Regions from separate parts of the Mus musculus genome. Here regions 2, 3 and 4 are each linked to region 1. Evidence: chromatin contacts called from public HiChIP or PLAC-seq and promoter capture Hi-C data. All regions are on one chromosome and are shown on one strand. The core of a region is the stretch at or near the end of the contact, and the rest is flanking DNA. Distances in the headings are between cores, read along the strand shown.

Evidence for each region. Promoter capture Hi-C pulls out the DNA fragments that hold promoters and counts their contacts. HiChIP or PLAC-seq counts read pairs in DNA pulled down with a chosen protein or histone mark.
Region 2: a contact with region 1 is called in an H3K27ac HiChIP or PLAC-seq map of microglia, with 4 times the contacts expected there. The contact joins two enhancer-like sites. A contact is called at or near these places in 9 of 39 promoter capture datasets (3T3-L1-derived adipocytes, the C10 cell line, the HPC-7 cell line and 5 more), 1 of 15 datasets of contacts at CTCF or cohesin (pro-B cells), 30 of 484 Hi-C or Micro-C datasets (the Ba/F3 cell line, CD4 T cells, CD8 T cells and 21 more), 2 of 115 datasets of contacts at active chromatin or transcription factors (astrocytes and microglia) and 4 of 9 other capture datasets (embryonic stem cells, liver, macrophages and 1 more).
Region 3: a CTCF HiChIP or PLAC-seq map of pro-B cells shows a contact between it and region 1, with 18 times the contacts expected there. The contact joins two enhancer-like sites. A contact is called at or near these places in 12 of 39 promoter capture datasets (the 3T3-L1 cell line, 3T3-L1-derived adipocytes, the C10 cell line and 8 more), 1 of 15 datasets of contacts at CTCF or cohesin (pro-B cells), 31 of 484 Hi-C or Micro-C datasets (the C2C12 cell line, the CH12 cell line, the HPC-7 cell line and 23 more), 4 of 115 datasets of contacts at active chromatin or transcription factors (bone marrow-derived dendritic cells, bone marrow-derived macrophages, large pre-B cells and 1 more) and 1 of 9 other capture datasets (adipose tissue).
Region 4: a promoter capture Hi-C map of the HPC-7 cell line shows a contact between it and region 1. The contact joins the promoter of Snn here to the enhancer-like site in region 1. A contact is called at or near these places in 10 of 39 promoter capture datasets (the 3T3-L1 cell line, the C10 cell line, the HPC-7 cell line and 7 more), 3 of 484 Hi-C or Micro-C datasets (ECoMG myeloid progenitors, the HPC-7 cell line and bone marrow-derived macrophages), 3 of 115 datasets of contacts at active chromatin or transcription factors (embryonic stem cells and microglia) and 2 of 9 other capture datasets (adipose tissue and liver).

The regions. Positions count from the first base shown.
Region 1 is chr16:11,419,186-11,422,590 of GRCm38.p6, forward strand. Snx29 (sorting nexin 29) reads left to right here. Exons shown (of 21, transcript NM_028964.4): 11 at 1,519-1,598. Among named protein-coding and RNA genes, the nearest start is that of Snx29, 98 kb to the left of the region's middle. Within about 2 kb of position 1,551, at least 53 of the 459 cell types and tissues checked have an H3K27ac peak or open chromatin away from gene starts, as enhancers often do. A contact at or near this core is called in the HPC-7 cell line, adipose tissue, bone marrow-derived macrophages and 3 more, where this site is marked.
Region 2 is chr16:11,097,604-11,100,769 of GRCm38.p6, forward strand. All of the region lies in intron 5 of Txndc11 (thioredoxin domain containing 11), which reads right to left. Among named protein-coding and RNA genes, the nearest start is that of Snn, 33 kb to the left of the region's middle. Within about 2 kb of position 1,573, at least 13 of the 459 cell types and tissues checked have an H3K27ac peak or open chromatin away from gene starts, as enhancers often do. A contact at or near this core is called in the HPC-7 cell line and microglia, where this site is marked.
Region 3 is chr16:11,689,267-11,692,521 of GRCm38.p6, forward strand. All of the region lies in intron 18 of Snx29 (sorting nexin 29), which reads left to right. Among named protein-coding and RNA genes, the nearest start is that of 4833415N18Rik, 89 kb to the right of the region's middle. Within about 2 kb of position 1,690, at least 44 of the 459 cell types and tissues checked have an H3K27ac peak or open chromatin away from gene starts, as enhancers often do. A contact at or near this core is called in pre-B cells and pro-B cells, where this site is marked.
Region 4 is chr16:11,064,342-11,067,582 of GRCm38.p6, forward strand. It overlaps Snn (stannin), which reads left to right and starts at 1,957. Exons shown (of 2, transcript NM_009223.3): 1 at 1,957-2,106. Gm9861 (a long non-coding RNA gene) reads right to left here and starts at 1,927. Exons shown (of 2, transcript XR_003951968.1): 1 at 1,657-1,927.

The DNA.
Region 1 (3,405 bases), core at 301-2,800:
TAGCCATCTGTGTACTTGACTTAGCTTCAAGGTAAGGGGGTCCTTGCTGCCCCACACCTTGCTTGGTGTTTTGTCACCCAGAACAGATAGGATTCTGAAAATGATACACCATGAAGGGGCTGATACCACTGAGCCCTGCCTCATAAAGGATGGTGTCCCTGCACCCTTCCGGAATTCTGATTCCTTTCTTCTTGTGTTTTTGAGCCTTTTCCAAATGCAACAGTGATCAAGGAATGCAAGCCCTGGCCTTGGGGTCTCCTGCTGCGTATGGACAAGCCAGTGCTATTATTCACATTAGAAATTGATTGTAGATATGCATGCAGTCCAGTTACCTGCCCGCATTATGCTCTCTGAGCCTCTCTGAGCACCAGCCTGCTTACAGGGGGATGCTGGAACCTGTTGTTATGGCATTTCTATATTCACTGATAATGCATAACCTGCCTCTCTGTGTGTCCTCATTTAAAGGCATCTTGTTTAGAATCTACAAGAGATGTAGCTCAGCTGTAGGAGAATGCTTGCATAGCATGCATAGAGCTCTGGGTTTGATCCCCAGCACCATATAAAACTTGGGAAGCGAAGACAGAAGGATCAGAAGTTCAAAATCATCTTTGGTCACTGTACTGGCTAGTTTTGTGTCGACTTGACACAGCTGGATTATCACAGAGAAAGGAGCTTCAGTTGAGAAAATGCCTCCATGAGATCCAACTGTAAGGCATTTTCTCAATTAGTGATCAAGGGGGAAAGGCCCCTTGTGGGTGGGACCATCTCTGGGCTGGTAGTCTTGGCTCTATAAGAGAGCAGGCTGAGCAAGCCAGGGGAAGCAAGCCAGTAAAGAACATCCCTCCATGGCCTCTGCATCAGCTCCTGCTTCCTGACCTGCTTGAGTTCCAGCCCTGACTTCCTTGGCTATGAACAGTGGTTTGGAGGTGTAAGCTGAATAAACCCTTTCCTCCCCAACTTGCTTCTTGGTCATGATATTTTGTCCAGGAATAGAAACCCTGACTAAGACAGTCACATAGAAAATTCCAGCCCAGGATCCATGAGAGACCATCAGAAACAAACACTGTTGACTTGTTGACATTGGACAGTGATATTTCATGCTTGTCTGAATGAAGCTTACATAATATGTGGGGCCCTTGTACTGGGAACATGGACCTGGAGACTATTCTAACTAGGGAAAGTGACAATACAAACCATAAGAATGTGACAAAGTAGACTACTGAAAGGACGTGTGTTCACGCGTGTGTACACGAGTTGGAAGAGGAAGGCAGTGGTTTCCTGTCTGACCCAGCTGCACACATGCCCACTGAGTGACTAACTCTTCCCTCGTGAGTGAGCGGCTTCCAGAGGGTGTTTGGATTGGTTTTGGAGTTACCAGTAAATTTCAGACATCTGCTGAGCAGCTTCATTGTTTTTCCAGTAGATTCCTGGGGAAACGTTTTGCCTGAGAGTGTTGTGAACACTGAAGTTGCATTTTGGGATGAGTGTAACTTCCTTCTGTCTACTTCCTCCCAGTAGGGAAGCCAGTTCTCCAGGCCAAGGAAGTCCTCTGAGCAGCTTGCTACCTTCTGCCTCAGTGCCTGAGTCCATGACAGTCCGTAAGTACTCTCAGAGGCTGGCATGTGTGCCAGCAGGGCACCTGTGCTTATCCTGTGCAGGTGTGGGCTTTGAAGTGAGCATGAAGTTAGTGAGTGTTTGCTTTCTGTGCACCTGATCGTGGTATCGCTGTAAGCTTCCAGACTATGGCCGGATTGTGGTGCATGGGGGTGAATCTGCTAAAGGATGCAAGGAACCTTCTGTGCCTTGCGGTTTCTAAGCTACCTTCTGTGTGCAGCCAGAGTAAGGCTGTCTTCTGACTTTCCTTGTGACTCTGGACAAATCAGTTTTGCTGATGACATATTCTAATGACAGGTGGTGCAAATCATTTCCAGCTTCAGAGGGAAGTATTAGGGACACGGCAATGAAGAGTGTGTGTGTGATGGCCCGCACCCACACCCACACCCACACCAGCAATTGTTTAACAAGATAGATGTTCAATGACTAGGTCAGTTGGGATTGGGGCCGGTGCCCTGACTGGGGTTGGCAGAGTGGGCTAGCATGAGACTCCATGGTCATCAGAGGCCAGGGCTCTTCCTTTTCCTGACTAGCTGTTGTCTTTGCTTTCTGAGCTCTGGCCATTTCGTTCCTACCCCTAATGGCAGGAAGGAGAGGGGCAGAGGGCAGGCTTTCTGTTTCCATATCACATTCAGAGATCAACACTTGGATAGTGTAAAAATTATGCCTTTTTTCCTCATCAGCCTTTGGGTAAAAATTAACATTTCCTTCAAACACCAAAGTACAACAAACCTTGAGCCCATAGTGGTGATGTCAGATGGAGAGTAACTTTATCCAGAGAAGTTCCAGGCCCCTTTAACATCACCCCAGGATGCCATTTCTGCTTGGAAATGCATTAGTTATCTGAGGTGACATAGAAACTTCCACACGGATCTCCTAGATCTCCAAGCCTGGACCTTTCTGTTTACGTGAACACTCTCCAGAGCCATGTTCCCTATGAGCTGAGGTTTCCCACAGTCCTCTGGCTGCAGAGCAGGAACTGCTAGTGTGAGTTCTGTTGCTGTGCAGGGCTGAACAGATACTTAGGTCTATGTGAGGACGACTTGTCTGTCACCTTCTCCTAGTGGCCAGGCATGGTTCCCAGAGCCCTTCTCAGCCTCTCTCCAGTGTGGGGTATGGAGCAGGTGAATTGGTTCTCTGGGGGCTGCCATGGATCTTGCCTCTGAGCCTCCCAAGCCATTTCCATCCCTGACAAAGCCACCAGCTTGGTCAGTTCCTTTCCCATGAGGACATTCTTGTGATACCTCTGAGCTGTGCCTGCAGCAGGGACTCAGCCCGTTTTATTTTCATTCATCTCTTTTTTTTAGAAATTAATCCTAGTTGTTTCTGGTCATCTTTGGCTTGAGACCTATCAGGAATTCCCAGCCAACCTTCTGAAGGAAAGGCCCACATTGGTGGGCCATTTGACTCTGGGTGTCTGGTAGTTATATGGGCTGTGCAGAACAGTTGTTTGTGAATGGGTGGGTGGGTTAGCCTTTGTTTTCAGGGGTGATTTCATGTGGGAAGGCTTTTCTTGTCCACTCTGCTCCTGCAAGATAAGGACCATGCCTCTTTCAGAAATGTGGGTGCCTCCACCCACCCCTGCTTTATCTGTGAGAGGGATAGGAAGGGCTGTCTGTGTAGCCCTACAGGATTAGTCTGATGTAACAGAGGATTGACACTGGGAAGCCTTGGCAAATGCTTCTTTTCCTGTGTGCTTGTGAGCATTGTCTCTGGCCTGGCTGACCCTTAACAGCTCCACTTCTTGGTTGTTCCAGCCGGGATTCCCTGCAACTTTCCTGATCCTCGTGT
Region 2 (3,166 bases), core at 323-2,822, 320 kb before region 1:
AAAGCAATGAGGCTCCAATATTTTAATTAAGAATTATGAAAGCCAGATGTAATAGGAGGTACAACGATCAGGAGTTCATGGTCATCTTTAGCTATGATGGGAGTTTGAGGTTAACCTAGGCTCCATGAGAGGGTCTAATGGAAAAATACAAAACAAAACAACTTCGAATATGTTAAAGAATTTAAAATAAATTAAGGCTCATATTCTCTCCTCCCTTTCCCCCTCCAAGAAAAATCTACCAAGAGCCAGGTGTGGTAGTGCATGCTTTTAATGTAGGCAGAGGCAAGTAGGTCTGAGTTTAGGCCAGCCTGGTTTACAGACCTAGTTCCAAGATAGTCAGGGTTATACAGAGAAACCCTGTCTTGAACCCCCAACCCCAAATAAATCTAACATGAGAAAAGTCACATTCTATTACTTTTTTAAGATCAGAAAAAAAGGGGACCTGGAAAGATGGCTCAATGGTTAAGAGCACAATCAGAACTCAGATCCTGAATTCAGTTCTCAGCAACTACATGGTGGCTCACAACCATCTATAACGGGGACCTGATGCCCTCTACTAGCATTCAGGTGTACATGCACATAGTACTCATATAAATACATAAATAAATCTTTAATAAAAGAAAAAAGATTAGAAAAATCTGTTTCTATATGTATCTGGGTACATGCACCAAGAGCTACAGTTATAAGCAGCTGTGAGTCCCTATCATGGATACTGAGATATGATCCTAGATTGCCTGCAAGAGCAGTATGCTCACTTACTGAAATACTGAGTCATCTCTTCAGGCCTCTCAACTAATTCTTATAGGTCTCATACAGTCTATTTATTAGCCTTTTCCTTAGCCAGCTTTAGATCCCCAGTAACCACAAAGCAGCAAATGGTAGCAAAAGTGACTATAAATGTGACAAGCTCTTAAAAGAACATCTGGGCAAGGAAACAGCTGCATGTGCCAATAGCTAATCAGATAAAGGTGACCAGAGCCTGAACTGTGGCCATTTACTCTCTCTAGGAGGGAACAGGAAAACACTCAGACTAACTGTCCTGTTGTAAGAGCTGAGGCATGGACCCTGTGTCCTTAGAGCTCACTGAGCCACTCTTAGGCACACTATAAGATAGGACATGTTCCATGAACACTGCACAAAGGGAACAACAGAAGGCACTGGTGTGTCCACAAAGTCTGATGGGTTTTCAGTGGTCAGCTATCTTGCTTTGAGTTCTCAATCTCACCTTCTGGCCATTTGTTAGAAGGTTGGGGCTCTTTGCCACTAACAGACTACATCACCCCAATTCCCATGTAACCTAGGGACAGCTTTAGTCACTTTTCCTGTTCCTTGCACACACATTTGTCAAGACCCACCACTTTTTTTTTTTTCTGAGACAGGGTTTCTTTGTGTAGCCCTGGCTGTCCTGGAACTCAGAAATAAGCCTGCCTCTGCCTCCCAAGTGCTGGGATGAAAGGCATGTGCAACCACTGCCCAGCTTACCCACCACTTTTGCTCTCTAAGGATGCAAGGAGAATGAAGGAGGTGAAATTCCCTGAGGTTTCCCTCCAGGTCAATCTGGACTCTCATGCTCGCATCAGAATTCTGTTAGGGGGTTTCTGAACGCTCTCACCTCAGTCTGTTTTTTTTAGTACCATTTCCCTTAAAGTCAGTATGAAATATCAAAACCAATTTTATATTAAAGAGAACATACCTCTTCTGAGCCATGAACTACATCAATTCAAATGCTAAAGGAAGAGTAAGAATAGCCTCATTCATTAGAAAACAGAATAGAAGACCAGGCATGGCAGCTCAGACCTTTAATCCCAGCACTTGGGAGGCAGAGGCAAGTGGATCTCTAAGTTCCAGGCCTGCTTGATCTACAGAGTGAGTTTTAGGACAGCCAGGACACAAGACAGTATCTCCTAAACTTCCTCATTCCTCAAACGTTGTGAAAATTACCATCAAAGATGACATTTCCTCCCCACTTCTTCAGAAAGAGATAGACATTCTAACTAGAAACTGAGCTGATACAATTTAATTGCCTCAGACACCTATAGCACCTGGTGTTCTGGGAGTACTGTACCCCAGGATCCCCAAAGAACAAACAAGCCAGGGCTGAACAAGGCAGGACTCTTAGACCTCCAGGAGAGCTCTGTATGAGCTAATCTCTCAGGGTCTGAACAAAGAGGAACACTGGGTCAAGAGAAAATGATGCAGACACCTAGTGATAAGGATGTCCTGGTCTACTCCATAACTAAGTATCAGCAGATTAAGCTACATGTATTTAATCGGCACGATTGAAACATGATTTACCTCTAGGGAAATTTCTCTTCTGGGCATTTTTTTTTTAAACTTCTTTACATTGGTTAACTGTGACCTTTCAATAGGCAAACCAGTGTGGCCTGGAAATAGCCCTTATTTTATTCTCATTAACTTCTGGTTTTCTCTCTTTTTCTTCTTCAGGGTTTTAGATAAATTGGAAAAAGGAAAATAAGATTATGCTAAAAGAGGATAACAACTGTCCCACTGTAGTTGGGGACTCCTTCCTCAGTGCACTTATGATGACGACTTCATACTCCAATGTTAGACATGCCTATCAAATGAAAATCCTTAAAAAAAAAGGGGAGAGAGAGAGAGAGGGCAGAGTAGGCAAGTGGTAGGTAGTGGCATACAATTTAATCTCAGCACTCAGGAGGCAGAGGCAAGTGGATCTCTGAGATTGAGGCCAGCCTGGTCTACAGAGTGAGTTCTAGGCCAGTGAGGCTACACAGAGAACCCTGCCTCAAAATACCATCCCCCAGCAAAAAAGGACACATTGCAGAAATGTTCGCTATGTATAAACTACCGCAATATTTGTATGTTCCCCTAGAAATGTTAACTTTGAGGTTTATATATTTTTATGATTCTTCACATAAAGACTAAAACAATTGTGTAGAAAGAAATCTGGCATTTGGAGACCATAAACACATGTCAGTGTTTGTCAAGACACCACTAAACACAGAGAATCCTCTCTTGTGAGCTGGAAAAAGAGGAAAAGCAAGATGCAGTTCCAGATATATTATTTTAGAAGAACATACACTACAGAGCTAAATAGCTGTTGTCACGCATCTCCATGACAGGAAAATATACACTCTCACAGCAGCAGTCCTGTTCATCAGATCCCAAAGCAGTGTGAAGTGCTCAA
Region 3 (3,255 bases), core at 440-2,939, 270 kb after region 1:
CCAAACAGCTGATGGGGCAATTGGATTTTCTCTGCCACCTGCACCTGGCTGACCAGCACAATTACAGACAGGCCTGGCAGACTCCCAGATGCAGTGCTGTGGGGCTTTCATGCTTGTTTATGGTGAAGAGAAGTGGGATGTCTCTCTCCCACATTTGGAAGTCAATGTGGGGTAGTACCTGGAAGGAGCCGGCTGGTACTCTCCAAGGTAGAGAACCGAAGGTCTTGGCAAGAGCACGCTTCAACCAGGCATGTGTTCCTTAACATCTCAAACTGTTGTCTTTCCAGTTTAAAAAATTGCCCCACTTGCTAGAAAGGTAGCAATGGGATAGTCAAACCTTTACATTGAACAGCACCTTGACTCCAGGCCTTCTTGCAGTGCCCTTGGGAGCCTCCTTGAGCAGAGGTTATGTGCAAGGTCCCAAGGACATGGCAGAGGGATCTGGTCACTGCCTTGGCCACCACATCCTTACCAGCACTGTTACCCTCCTCTGAAGCTCATTGGTTCAGAACCCAGCACAGTCATGAATATTTCTCCTTTAACTGACAGGTACTTCTCCATTTGGGAGGAGCAGGATCTGGGCAGTCTGTCTAGATTGCTTAGGCTTTGAGTCTCTGTAACAATGATAGTGTGTCTTTGAGCTTCTGCAGTCATCCACTATCTTCAGCTCCCTGAACAGAGCACAGTGTGCCACCTTCAATGAAGACACTAAGTGCCAATCCCTCTGCCCTCTAGGCCTATGCAAGTTGGGCTGACAGACTGAATTACACCTGGTTGGTCATTGGGGTTGGAGTTAGCATCAGCCTTGCTCACGGGGTGGCAGCTACAATCAGTTGGCAGCTGGCATGAGGTGCTCAGCTACGGCCCCTCTTGGTCCCAATAGTTTTATTTTAGTGAAGCAGATGTAACTCCACTAATCTTCCAGAGCGGCTGAACTGCCTCCTTGGCACTGCCCAAGAGTGCTGCCGTACTGTGCTAGGAGCCACGCTGGCACAGGCTTTCATGGAGAGCTCACAGACAGGCATTTCTATTCTAGGAAAGAGAAAGAAATAAACAGAGGAACACAGTGCTGTTTTTAGTGCAAGGAGTCAGCAGCTGCTTGGAGAGGGGATGGTGCGTGACATTTCCATGAGCAAGGTGTGCCTTGGTGGAGGTGGTGCGAGCACCTGGCCACTTTCCTTGCCGGATGCCTTTTCAGGAGTTGTCACCATTGCTCAGACAGGCCTTCGTCCTTCTGACTGCTCACAGGACACACCAGGCTCAGGACTCAGGGTGGCCGAGCAGCTTCTCTGAGCCCTGTTTTTCCTTGGAAGGATTGTAGACTGCAGCCAACAATTTGCTACTTTGTGAGTTCTTTTGTCTCCCACCCTTCTCCACCTTTTCCCCACCCTTTCAACCCTTAATACTTGATAGAGAGAAAAAAAATAGAGAGACAGGGGGGCAACATTATTATTAGACTACTTCCTGTGACTAGGAACTTAGAGTTCCTTGAGGCAAGTTTGATATTGGCTGTCCAATTTTCTTCTTCTTTGTGAATGACTATTTAACAAACCACAACTAACAACAACCAACCAACAATCGACAACCAACAACCCATCCCGCCTCTCCAGAGCCCTAACATTTATTTATATACCCTCTGAAAAGTCATAGTTGCAAAAACCATCTGCTGCTGGCAAAATCGCTCCCCTGGGAGAACACTAGGCAAGGCATAGCTGCTGTGGACAGTCTGAGTCAGCCCCATACCCACGGCAGAGAGTAAAACAAAACACATTCTTATTTCTGTGGGTTGTTTTTTCTTTTTCCTAAAGAAACCAGAATTATCACTATAGCAGACAGGCAATCCCTGCCCACAGGAATGTTATCATTCTGATACCCTGTCTGTCTCCTGACCTTAGCTAAGGCTCTTGCTTCTCTACCTCTTGCTTTCTCTGTCTTTGACTATGAGGGGCAGGACAGGATTTATCCGCATCCCACTTGGGCCTGACAACTGAATATATTAGAGGAAGCTGTTAGCCTTGAGGGTCTGGACCTGTCATGAGTCTAAGCTAGAATGCAAATGGGCAGATAGTAAGTTCAGCAAAACTGTGTATGCTAGATGTGGTGGCACACGCCTTTAATCCCAGCACTTGGGAGGCAGAGGCAGGTGGATCACTGTGAGTTCGAAACAAGTCTGGTCTACATAGAAAGTTTCAGGCCAGGCATTCAAAATAAGTCACTGTCTCAATAAAACAAAACAAAATCCCCAACAGACAAACAAACAAGACCATGTGTTTATTGAACCCCTATATTGCTTCAACATAGCCAAAACAAGTATTTCTTCCTTCCTCGTACTGTTTTCCTGCTCTCCTGCTTACATGTCTGCCTCCACTCTCTCACACATTTACTCTTTTACCTCCTCAGAGCGGTCACAGGGTGCCACATCTGTGCTCAGTGCCAGGATGGAGCAGATGGTCTGAGTCCCTGTACTCTTTCTCCTGTCTGATGGCGAGAGGATCTGTACTCAGGCTATCAAGAGGCAGGCCATACATCGTCAGTGTGTGGAGAGGACCCTGGGACCACAAGCTGCATAGCAGCTTATGCCTGGTGTTTGTACGGAAGACAGTCTCTAGCCACAAATCTGAAATACTAGGCAAAGAGAGCAAGGGGCAAGGGAGGGGCAGTCAGTGTGCAGGGACTGTATTGTCGGTTGTTGATCTGCTCTTTTCACCCATGTGACGCTGGTGCCTCCCAGAGACAGCACTTCAACTGACACCATCCAGAACTGACTAAAAGCACCCCTTTTCTGTGTTCAGAGCAAGCCCAGAGACATACTTGCTGCCAGCACGTACACGTTGGTATGATAGATAGGCCTTCTCCCATCTGGGGGCACACCTTCCTGGGAGCCTTGCTGGGCTTCCTTGGAGCTGTACAAGCTCTGCCTTTGAGCTCAGCCCACCCACTGTCAGGTCCAGTCCTGCTCTTTGTGTTTCTCATTCCTTGGTGGTGGCATCCAGAGGGCCTGAGACTGAACCAGTTGTCTGACCCTGCCAGAGGGGTCAGACAGTGAGGGAGGAGAGCCTTGGAGGCTTGGATCTGCTCGCTTCTTCCTTTCCCCCTTTGGATAGGTGGCTTCAGGATAGTGACTGCTGATGCTTGCACCCCCACAGCATTCTATAGACCCTTGCATCCTTCCATCTCCACAGTGTGTTCACCTGACTTAAACCTACCTGGAGCTCTGCACTCATTCCTCTGCTTTGTTTTCTTCTTCTTGGTCCC
Region 4 (3,241 bases), core at 707-3,206, 350 kb before region 1:
GTTCTATTAGCCTGCCACTTTTGAAATTAGTCCTGTCTATTATTGTTAGCACCAGCGAGGTAACAGAGCTATCTGGGTTTCTGCCAGTCACTGCCTTTCTCACCATCTCCAACAGTGGGATGCAGGAGACCCACCATGAAGCCGAGGAGCTGAGGCTCAGAGAGGTGAAGTCACCGGCCAAAATCCAAATGTGGTGATCTGAGTCTTCTCTAAACTTACCCATGTTAGTAAGGTAACCAGTGAGCAGGTAGGCGTCCTTCCCCTGTGCCCATTACTTGATGGGTTCCCAGTTCCATGAGGTTTGTTTGCTGATGACCCCATTTTTCAGATGAGGAAAAGTGAGACACAGAGGTTAGGTTAGCCCTCCAGTAGGCAAGGCTAGATTTGAAGTCATTTCTGTGGTATGCTGCTCACCTCTCCCCACGTCCTCCCCTCAGTCATATATATACCTGCTCGTGTTTATCTCCCTGCCAGCCCCAGCTCTGGAGTTCTGGACCTACCTATTCCAGGCCTAGACCACTAATGAGAGGCAGGAGCTCTGAGGACGCACAGCGATGGGCAGGTCTGTGAACAGGAGCTGTTCAGAGCCATCAGGCTCTAGGCTCTACGGCAGCTGGCCCAGAGCCCTGCTTCCTTCTGCCTCTCTACACCAAAGCCAGCTTACTTCCTCAGCCCAGTCCTTCAGCAGCAGAGACAGCCTTGCCATCTTACTATTCATTCATTATATCTTATAAAGAGCCTACTGTGTACTGACTGTTCTGTAGGCTCACCAGTGAACGATTCAGTCTTAGTCCTGAAACGGAGACTGAAAGCTAATGAGATGCCCTTAGAAAACACGATTTCCCAATGGACATGAAAGTCCATTGACTGGGAAAGAGAGCAAGGGTGTGAAGCTGAGATCTGAAAGATGGTGTGGAAGAACGTTTAAGATAAAAGAAATGACATGGGCCAAAGGATGAGAGGTATGGAGGGGAATCACTCTGCTGAGGTGAAGTGAGGGAGTTCCCACACTTCAGCTTGTGTGCAGGACCTTAAGAAAGTTAGCAGTCCCTAGCTTCCCAGCTCCCAGGGGGATATCCCAGTCTTATCTGCCCCAACCAAGTTATTTCTTCCTGGCTTCCCAAGTACCTTGGGCCTCAGAGGTCTTCAAACTCTTTGTGGAGTTCCTGGTGGCCATCACGGAGTGTCCCATCCTCTCTCAGACTCTTTTTGGGGGGCAGTCAGTACACCAATTAGCACCTTTGTGTTCCTAGCCAGTTGTGTCTAGCTTCAAATCCTGCCTCCAGGACAGCACATCAGAGTATTTTAAGTCTTCTGGAGTGTTGAGTTCCTCATGTCAAATGGGTCGGTATGTTTTTATTTGGCGTTCTTTTGATGTTGTTGAGTGGACTGAACAGAGTACGGCACTTGGTGAAGGCTTAACTAAGAGGTTATTGAGTCCGCATCCCTGAGGACAGGACCTGGTTTGTCTGGCTAGTGGCTCAAGGGCGCAGCAAGATACATGATCAGTGCAGAAGGGTGGATAGATGAAAGGATAATGATGGAATTGAAGGGGAAAAAAGGAAGGAAGAAAAGAAGAGAAAAGAAAAGATGAGAAAAGGAAAGAAAATCATTCGTCTCTGCCTGTAATCTCCGGGCGGTGTATCACACTCTTACCGCTGTGCGCCTCAGTTTCCCCTCTGTCGTTGGGTTGACCCTCGAAGAAAGAGGACGCCAGGCGCAGGCCCAGTACTGCCGGCACCCAATAAGCGCTCAAGGAAGCCTGGCCTCCCGCCTTCTCTGCCCCAGCTCCGGGAGCCGCCAGCTGAGAAACACTACCCACCCCCTTGCTTACACTCCCTCTGCCCATTGTGCGCCTCCGGGCCCAGAGCGCACGTGACTCCACCCAGCCCGCTCCGCTCCGCCCCGCCGTCCCAGCGCGATCTCCAGTTGGTCGCACCAGAGCGCCCCGCCCCCAATCAGGGCGGAGCCCAAGCACCTCGCCCCCTGCTGATCGGGCTCTGGCGTCTGGCGAGGGCTCCGCGGCCGACCCGGCTGGCGCGCAGGCGGAGCCGGGGCGGCGGGGCTGCTGCTGGCTAATTGCACAGGACTGCGGGCCGCGACATGGTCAGCAGGGATGGGCAGAGCAGGCGGGTAGGGGGAAGGGACGCGCCGGATGGATCGGGGTGCGGCGCTGGCGGGTCGGCGCGGCAGATGCCGCGCGCGGGCGGGGGCTCTTTGTCCTCCGCCGCGGGATTGGGACAAAGGAGGTAGCGGGGGGCGGAGGCTGCTTGGCTGGGCATCTGCCCCTCTCCGTGACCCACGGTTCTATGTCCTGCGCGGATCCTCCGGGCTGCCCGGAACACTCACTCCGCATTGACGGGGTTCCTGGCAGCGCCCCAGCGTGGTCAAGATGGGATCGAGGGGAACGGGGGCCCAGGGAAAATCTGGCGCTCGTTTCATTGGTGGGGAGACTGAGGCTGAGCCGCAGCGTTTGGTCCCAGGTCGGGTCGGCAGTGATTGCGCGGCGTGGGCTTGAATGGGTCTCTGGGACCCCCCCCCCAGGGAAAAAAACTGGGGTCAGGCGGACTTGATTTGTCTTCAGCTGTCGTTTCCTCCTCAGCTGTCGCCCCCTGAACAGGCCCCTACTTCCCTAGCGCCTCGCCTTGCTCCTTCGATAGAGTGGGAGAGACGCGGCGTCGCCTGGCACCGCGCCTGCACACCGCCCGCGCTCAGCACGCGGGAGCTGCTGGGACGCTTGTCATTAGTGTCCAGTCCTCTCGACCCAGGTCACCTAGACTATCTCCTAAGGAGGGGTCAAACACAGACTCATTGTGCTCAGCTTTCAGGAGAAAGAAGACAGGTCAGACATATGACGTTTTAGAATCAGGTTTGAAATCGGTTATTTAGGATCGGGGCTTCCTGGGTATCTGCACCTCCACTTTTTAAACTGTGTGACCTTGGGGACCGAGTTAACTTCTCTAAGCTACAGATTATTTGTCAAGTAGGAAGAGCAGTCATTCGGTTCTAGGATTGTTTTGATGCAGAAGTTTTGGAGAGATCCACATGAGATGTTGGAGCTCAAAAGTGTGGCATCAAGGAACTTTTCAGCATCGACTATTATATCACCGCCAGAGTTGTATGGCCAGATGGGACCCTGACGAGTGGGGGCAGAATTCAGGCTTGGACTATGAGATTGCAGCTCACCTCGGGCAGTTCCCAAACTTCTTAGTCTTAGTTTCCTTTCCTGGCATAAGAACTG